2 separate regions of the Gossypium arboreum genome follow, and region 2 is linked to region 1. A link is a contact called in public Hi-C data. All regions are on one chromosome and are shown on one strand. The core of a region is the stretch at or near the end of the contact, and the rest is flanking DNA. Distances in the headings are between cores, read along the strand shown.

The links. Hi-C and Micro-C count contacts between places; a contact is called where the count stands out from the background.
Region 2: a Hi-C map of leaf shows a contact between it and region 1, with 2.7 times the contacts expected there. The contact joins the promoter of LOC108486325 here to the promoter of LOC108486490 in region 1. A contact is called at or near these places in 2 of 5 Hi-C or Micro-C datasets (both in leaf).

The regions. Positions count from the first base shown.
Region 1 is chr6:46,017,628-46,021,187 of ASM2569848v2, reverse strand. It overlaps LOC108486490 (vesicle-fusing ATPase-like), which reads right to left and starts at 1,668. Exons shown (of 21, transcript XM_053030052.1): 1 at 1,207-1,668; 2 at 716-812; 3 at 551-632; 4 at 395-445. The coding sequence starts at 1,390.
Region 2 is chr6:46,569,879-46,573,777 of ASM2569848v2, reverse strand. LOC108486325 (eukaryotic translation initiation factor 3 subunit D-like) reads right to left here and starts at 2,166. Exons shown (of 2, transcript XM_017790321.2): 1 at 241-2,166. The coding sequence starts at 1,982. The coding sequence ends at 243.

The DNA.
Region 1 (3,560 bases), core at 419-2,918:
GCAGATGTGCATGCCTAAGGAAAGAGAGGAAAGTACCAAACAAACATTTTACATGAGATATGAGTGAAAAAATAGATAGAAGAAATCTATTTTACATGTGTTAATGCCTGAGGAAAGAGAGGAAGTACAAAACAAGCAATTTGCATGAGATATGAGCATGAAAACAGGTAATGTCATCAAGCAAATTATTTCCAAGTGTGAATTGATATAACATAAGAACAACAAAAACACTGACATGTACATTTGAAACAAACTTTCTCCAACATGGCCTTCGTTATGAAACAGAGAATTAAGGAAAAGAAATCTAAATTTAGCTGAATCAAGAATTAGCCAACTACGCAACCATAAAATTAAAGCAAGCATTTTACAACAGGCAAACCGCATGTAGCTCTACCTGATTGATAAACCTCTTTCTAAGCTGGTTAGCCAGAAGAACAGCATCAACCTACAACAATGGCAAACAGCATTTAATCCTACTCCCAGCCATCCAAGCAATTAATATCATCTAATATATATATATATATATATCAAATACTGCATTAAAATCTACCTGCTCATTTTTCGTACCCTTCTTCACAAATTCTAGCTCAACCCTAAGCAATGCAAGGTTAAAATCTTCAGGGGGAATAAATCTGCAGGTGACAGGAAAATAGAAAAACAGTTAGTGATTAGGCACTATCTGACCATCAAATTTCGAAAGGTAAGGTTAACTAACCTGCTCACTGATACATTGTCACCATTAGAAACTTTTGCAAGGCGACGATGGATAGCATTTAGAGCAATATATCCATTGCGTATGCTTTCATGAGAAGTATTTATTAGTTAAGGTTAGACCATAAAGTTAAAACAGCAAAGAAGGAAAAGAATAGTTCAAAATAAATAAATAAACCCGGCAACATTTAAAACTAAAATACATGTTTTCAAAATATGAATATTCAACTTCTTTTTTAGTAATAAAGGGGAAAAAAAATTCATTAATAAAAAATGAGATTCTAATAAATTGAAAGAATTAACAAATTTACATCTCCCAAAATTATCAATTATGAATTTACATTCCATAATTCCATGAAAATGAGCGTAGTAAAGAATAATTAATATAAATAGTGTAGTATAACATTATGCTACTCAAACAATAAATTATGAACAATGCAACAATAAATCGTGCGAACTGCGTTTAACTAAAAATATTAAAAAAAAAAGGATATGAAACAGTAAGAACGAAGGCATCCCCGACGTTAGCGAGGAAGAGTTTGGAGCCAGGGACGGCGAAGCTTTGAAGATCGGAAGGGGAGCAATAAGCAAAATTAGTCAAGGCGAGATCTGTGGATGGTGTGCTGGTGACAATCCTGGGTGCAACCGTAGAGGATTGCGATCCGAACAGCCCCGCCATTACCTTTGGTTTTGCTTTTTTGTATGAGATCTGCTGAAGAATTTAAATTTCTTTTTTGGCAGAGATAAGAAGAAGAAAGGAAAAGAGAAATGCTTGATCTAACTTGAGGAATTGAAACGCCACGGAAGATATGAAATGGAGAAGAATTGGGTGTCGCGCGGGACAGATACACACAATTGGAACAAATGGATTGAAACAATTGCTCTGATGATCGACGCAAGCCAGACCAATGTCTGTTTTCACAAAGGGAAGGAAATTTCAATTTATTCCATTATACGACGTTACAATTTATACGACATCGTTTTCATAGCTATTATGTTCAGAACATTTCGTTTTTCTTCATACTTCCTTTTTATTATTAATTTTTGAGTAAATTTTATCATTAGTCACTATACTATGGATAAATTTTCATTTTGGTTACTAAACTAAAAAAAGTGACAATTTAATCACTAAACTATTCAGAAGTTTTCATTTAAGTCAATGGGTTGCTAAAGTCGATGTTATATTATTTTCTATGTTCATACTGTTTGCACCAATTGAAAGCTTTATTTTTCCTTTTATTTTACAGTTCAGTTTTCTTTTCATGAAATAGCTTTGGATATCATGAATTTGCGAACTAAAATTCAAACAGCTTTTTTCTCCAATCTCCGACACTGACCCTTGATCGACTTGGATCTAAGGTATGTTCTTTTACTAGTTGTTGGATATCGATCTACCGTACCAATCATCGAATCGTTACTTGGAGCTCGTTAGTGAAATGTAAAAAATAGAATCGTTACTTGGAGCTCGTTAGTGAAATGTAAAAAATAAACTTAATAACTCAACGGCTTAAACAAAAACTTTTGATTAGTTCAGTGACAAAATTGTAACTTGTTTTAATTAAGTGACCAAAAATAATTTAGCTTAATATTTTTACAATTGCGAGCGGAGATTGCTCCGGATTTGCGCTTCAGTATATATTCATGATCTTTTCTATTCTATTCTTTTATTTATATTTCCTTGATTTCTCCAATTAATCATTGTATGAATATTAGAATAGATTGTTGTGCTTTACTCATATCTCACATACTTCGGTTAATAAACTAATTTATTTATTAAGTAATTATTTATCTGAAATTGGTTGTTTATTCAAGAGTACTTAGTATATTAGGGAGTGACGCCCCTCATAGAATATCTAGATATGTGAGACCGAAAGGTTATCCTATTGTGTATAACTTTTGCCAAGCGGAGAGATCGGGAGGGTATCTGTATGCCTAGGAAAATACTGGAAAGGTAACTTAGGTGGTAATCCTTAGTGTAGATGAGACCAGAAGGGTATTCTTACTAAGGGTGATGAATAACTCAATCTAGGATAATTAATTATTTAATTAGATAATTAGGGATTTAATCAATCATAGGCTAGAGGCACGCATTGTCGACACTAGGAATCACTACAGCAAAATAAGTTTTTAGCGGCGTTTGGATAAAAAAACGCCACTATAGATCGAGCATTAGCGGCGTTTAGATCGAGCATTAGCGGCGTTTCATGAAAAACGCCACTATAGATTGATCATTAGCGGCACTTTTTAAAAAACGCCCCAAGAAAATTAAGTACAACGCCGTCGTTTTATGTAGAGCTTTAGTGGCATTTGGCGGTGCTTTTGTAAAAACGCTGCTATCGCCGCTATAGATCGAGCATTAGCGGTGCCTTTTGAAAAATGCCGCTATAGATCTAGCATTAGCGGCGTTTTTTAAAAAATACCGCAAAAAAAATTAAGCACAATGCCGTCGTTTTATGTTGAGCTTTAGTGGCATTTGACACTTTTTTGAAAAACACTGCTATAGATCGAGCATTAGCGCCGTTTTTTGAAAAACGCCGCAAAAGAATTTGCTCAACTGAGCAACAACAAAAAAATTAACCACTACATAGAGGAATGCTTAGAGTGGTGGAGTGGTTATATTTATTGGAACGGTAGAAAACTGACTTCCATTAACAAGAGAGACGAAAAGGCCTGCTCAAGAAAATTAGGGGCAACAAAACTACATCAGTCCCGAGAAACCAAACAAACATCAAAAGCCCCAAAACAAATAGTTGAGCTCTCAACCCAAACAAGATGCCAAAACTAATAGTGCAAAAAGAGCTCTATTTCCTCATCAAGACAGAATAAGGTCACAGAAGTTAAATCGACCG
Region 2 (3,899 bases), core at 917-3,416, 550 kb before region 1:
GTTTCATATGATTACAAACGCTTTGTATATTAAAAAAAAAAAAAAGAAAGAAAATCAAGTTATAAATACTAGTATATGGTACTGTGGTTAACTCAATAATATTTGGATCCATACAACATGCCAAGTACTAACATAAGAATAAGGGAAATTAACTTGCATGGAAGTCTTTGAGATAATAGTCTAGTGGAACACCACAAAATGCAGAGGAATATATTAAGAAAAATCCCAAGGAACCATTACCATTAAGTTTGTGTCTCAGTCTCTTTTGCCTCAACATCATTTGTAGTGCCATTCGGCTCCCCAGCTTCAGTATCCTCCGTCGGTGGCTGAACCTGCTCCTCTTCTGGCAATGGTTCTTCCACGTAATCATTCTCAAAAGCATCAGCTGGGACCTCATAAATCCTAACTTGAGGCTTTGATGGATCCTTCACAAGCACATATTTCCCCTCATTCAACTTCATACACAAATCCACAATGGACTTCACAATCCCCCACATATTAGCAGTATTCAGATTAATTTGTGCAGCAAAATCCCTTGGCTTATAACCAACAACACCCAATATCACATGGTTAAAATGATCCCTAGGATGAACCCTCGAAACATAACCCAATTTCATCAAATCGGCACTAGCTAAAATTGATTGAGCAGTCCATTTAGCCAACTTATTCGCATTGTTCTTCAACTCGGTAGCCAAGACTGCCCCCCTTTGTGTTTCCAACTTCTGCCTCCAATCAACACCAGAATACTTGGGATCAAACTCATTAAGCGCATTCAAAGTGAGGAAAGACTTTTGATTATTAACCTCAACAACACTCTGAACCTCACACCGTGCAATCAAATACATATCATTATCAAGTTTCCACCTCCTATACCGATATGCCACAGAAGCCACCTCATCACCTTCATTGGCAAATGGGTTCAGCTCATCAAAACTAACCTTATTCCCATCCCTAACCAAAACCTGCTGTGAAAAATTCTGATTTATGTAAGCTGCTTCAACACTCAATGAATAAGCAGAGTTAATATCATCTTTAGCTTCAGGCAATGGCTCCTGAGAGGTCTCGTGGACCGATAGCAAATCTAACTGTGACCCATCTCTTTTGTCGAAAAATAGTTTATTCCCAACACGTTGAATCACAATGTCCCAAGAATAAACTGACCTGGGTGCACACATTAACGTTGCCAGAATCGTATCAGTGGCGAAAACAGTTGCTTTGTCCTCATTTGCCAATCTTCGGATCACCGGGTCGTCAGTCGTGGTGACTTTAAAGAAGTTTCTGTTCTTGAACCTCTCGAGTCTCCGTTCGTTCTTCGGGGTAATTCGATCAAAGGACCGATCGTAATACTCTAAAGCACCGCAGAGAAGTAAATCTTCAGGTTCTGGAACGGAAAAGGATAATTTGGAGAATGTTGAGAAAGGGATTTGATCCAGCATGTTCCACTCTGGTTGGATATCGACGGAGGATTTGAAAATCGCAGCTTCACGACGTTGCTGGTTCTGGTTCGATCGGTTGAGATTATAAAGACGGTCACGTCGGGCTCGTTCTTTTTCAGCTTCTCTTTTACGGGCCTCAACTTCTTCATCTCGCCGTTGAGGAAGTTGAGGTCGGTGTTGGTTGAAGCGCCACTTGGGGCCAAATTTAGGTCGAGTAGGCGGCTTTGCGTCGACTAAACGAAAGGAAGAATCGTCTTCGGGGTTTGCAAGAGGGAAAGTATCGAGGTCGAGCGAGAAATCGAAGGGGGACTCTGAGGAGGCTGCGCCAGGCTTCCCTGAAGAAGGGCGGTTAGATGGATTGGCATTTGCAAAAGATCGGGTGAAGTCGGCGATTCGGCCGAGTTTTTCAGAGCGGGAGAAGGGAGCGAAAGGAACGTGAAGAGGGAGAGTGGTGGTGGTGGACGGCGCGGTGGCGGTGGTGGAGTCGGGCGGACCCCAGCCGTCAGGATTAAACGGAACGGCGCCTACTTCGAAAACTCCTACCATTGTCGACGGATCTCTAGATTTTTCTTGCAGTGGAGCCGAAGTGTATAAAGAGTAAAACAGTGTAAGAAGATAAAAGAAAACCCTAGACCGGCGGAGGGGATTGTCTTAAATGACAGGTTTACCATAGGAATTTGGGCCCTTTGTTTAGATTAATATGAGAACTCGGATCTCTAATTGGGCCTCCACTATCTGAGTGCTACTCATATAAATATATTTTAAGTGGGAAAGAATCTGCTTGCACTAATGCAAAACTTAAAAGCGGTTTTATATTTAATTTTTAAGTAACATTTTACTATTAAAATTTAAATATTAATTACTTAGATTAAGAGCTTAGCTTTGTAAGTGGCTTATATTAATAATTTTTTTAATGTTATGGCAATAGTTTTGTCAATGCAACATTTAGACAATAGTTGAACATGGTTCGCAAAGGTGTGTCGAGAAGCACTAAACAAGGTTGAGACGATAGTTGGATGTGGTTCACACTAGTACACGAAAATCTATTAAAGAAGATGTAAAAAGTTAGGTAGGGTTTCAACGGTGTGTTAAGTGCTTGGAGTTTTCTTAAAAACGAAGAGGGTTATACAGAGGAGCTTGATATGGCTTTCACTAAATAGGTATCGTATAATGTAAGACCATATAGTGCTCTACTAGGATGTGATTCGATATACAACTTGGCCCTACTCTTATAGAATCAACAATTGTAACATCTCTTACACGAGTCAAATCAATAACTCGAGCAAAAGATGTCACATTTCAATATTAATATATTACTTAAGTTCCATTATTATCTTTAAAATACCTCAATACATCCTTCAAAACATCATGTAACTCATCCATGTTCAATCACTAATCATTAACCATACAATCTTCAAGACATTCCCACTTCAACAGAACTTGTTTTCAAGGCATTTTACTATCTATTTAACACCTTCCTTATATAAGTACATGCCACATTATTGTCCATAAATTGAAATTCATACTTTTCCATCTTACCGTGTTGATGCAATGTGATTCGGTAAGCCACTCACGAACACTTTCCACACGATCACTTTCAGCACACTCTTTTTAGCTAGATTTCACTCCCTTTGCTACTTTTCTATTCCTTTCACACTTTTATCACTTTCTTTCCTTTGTCTACAGTACTTTCATCACTTTCTTATCTTTGGTTTCTATATAAACTGTAGCATCCCTATTTTGGCGGGTCTTAAGTTTTGGCGCATAGACTGAGAGTAATATATGTGGCGTAGTTCTATCCCCCCAATAGTTTCTTTTAGGCCTATAGAATGGGCGCATAAAAAAATTTGATATATTAGGTAAATAATGACCTTAAAATGTGTTGAGTTGTAAAGAGAAAGAGCTCGGTAAAAGTATTGAAGAAATTGCAAGTTGGGTTAACACCAAAGATATTGTACGCCAAGTTTGGTTGAAATTATTGTGCTAGTTACGTTGTAAACATTCTAGTTAGGGATCAATTGAGTAGATGAGTTTGGTATAAATAAATTTATTGGATGATCCTTTATGTTCTTCTCAAGGGTCGTAGACTAAAATAAGGACAATTCTGAAAGATTGTGACACATGTCAAGTTCCATAACAAGGATATAGGTTGTATATATATGTATTCATACTTGAAAAAAAAAGGGAGTTTTCTTCTTCCTTATTTTAAAGTGTTATTATCTTATTCTTAAGGAACCAAAAACATTTCTTTCTTCTTTAAGCTAGAAGTTATAATTCTATATTTTTATTAGTAGATACTCCATGTCAAGGTAAGTATTATGACTCTGCATGTTAAGTTATGAAAGTTTAAGTTTATATGGGTACATCAACAGTAAGATGAAGAAATAAAGCTTTGCATGGGGGTTATCTGTACTCGAGATGATGGTAAATAGTATGCGAATGAGTTTTAATGGTGTTCATATA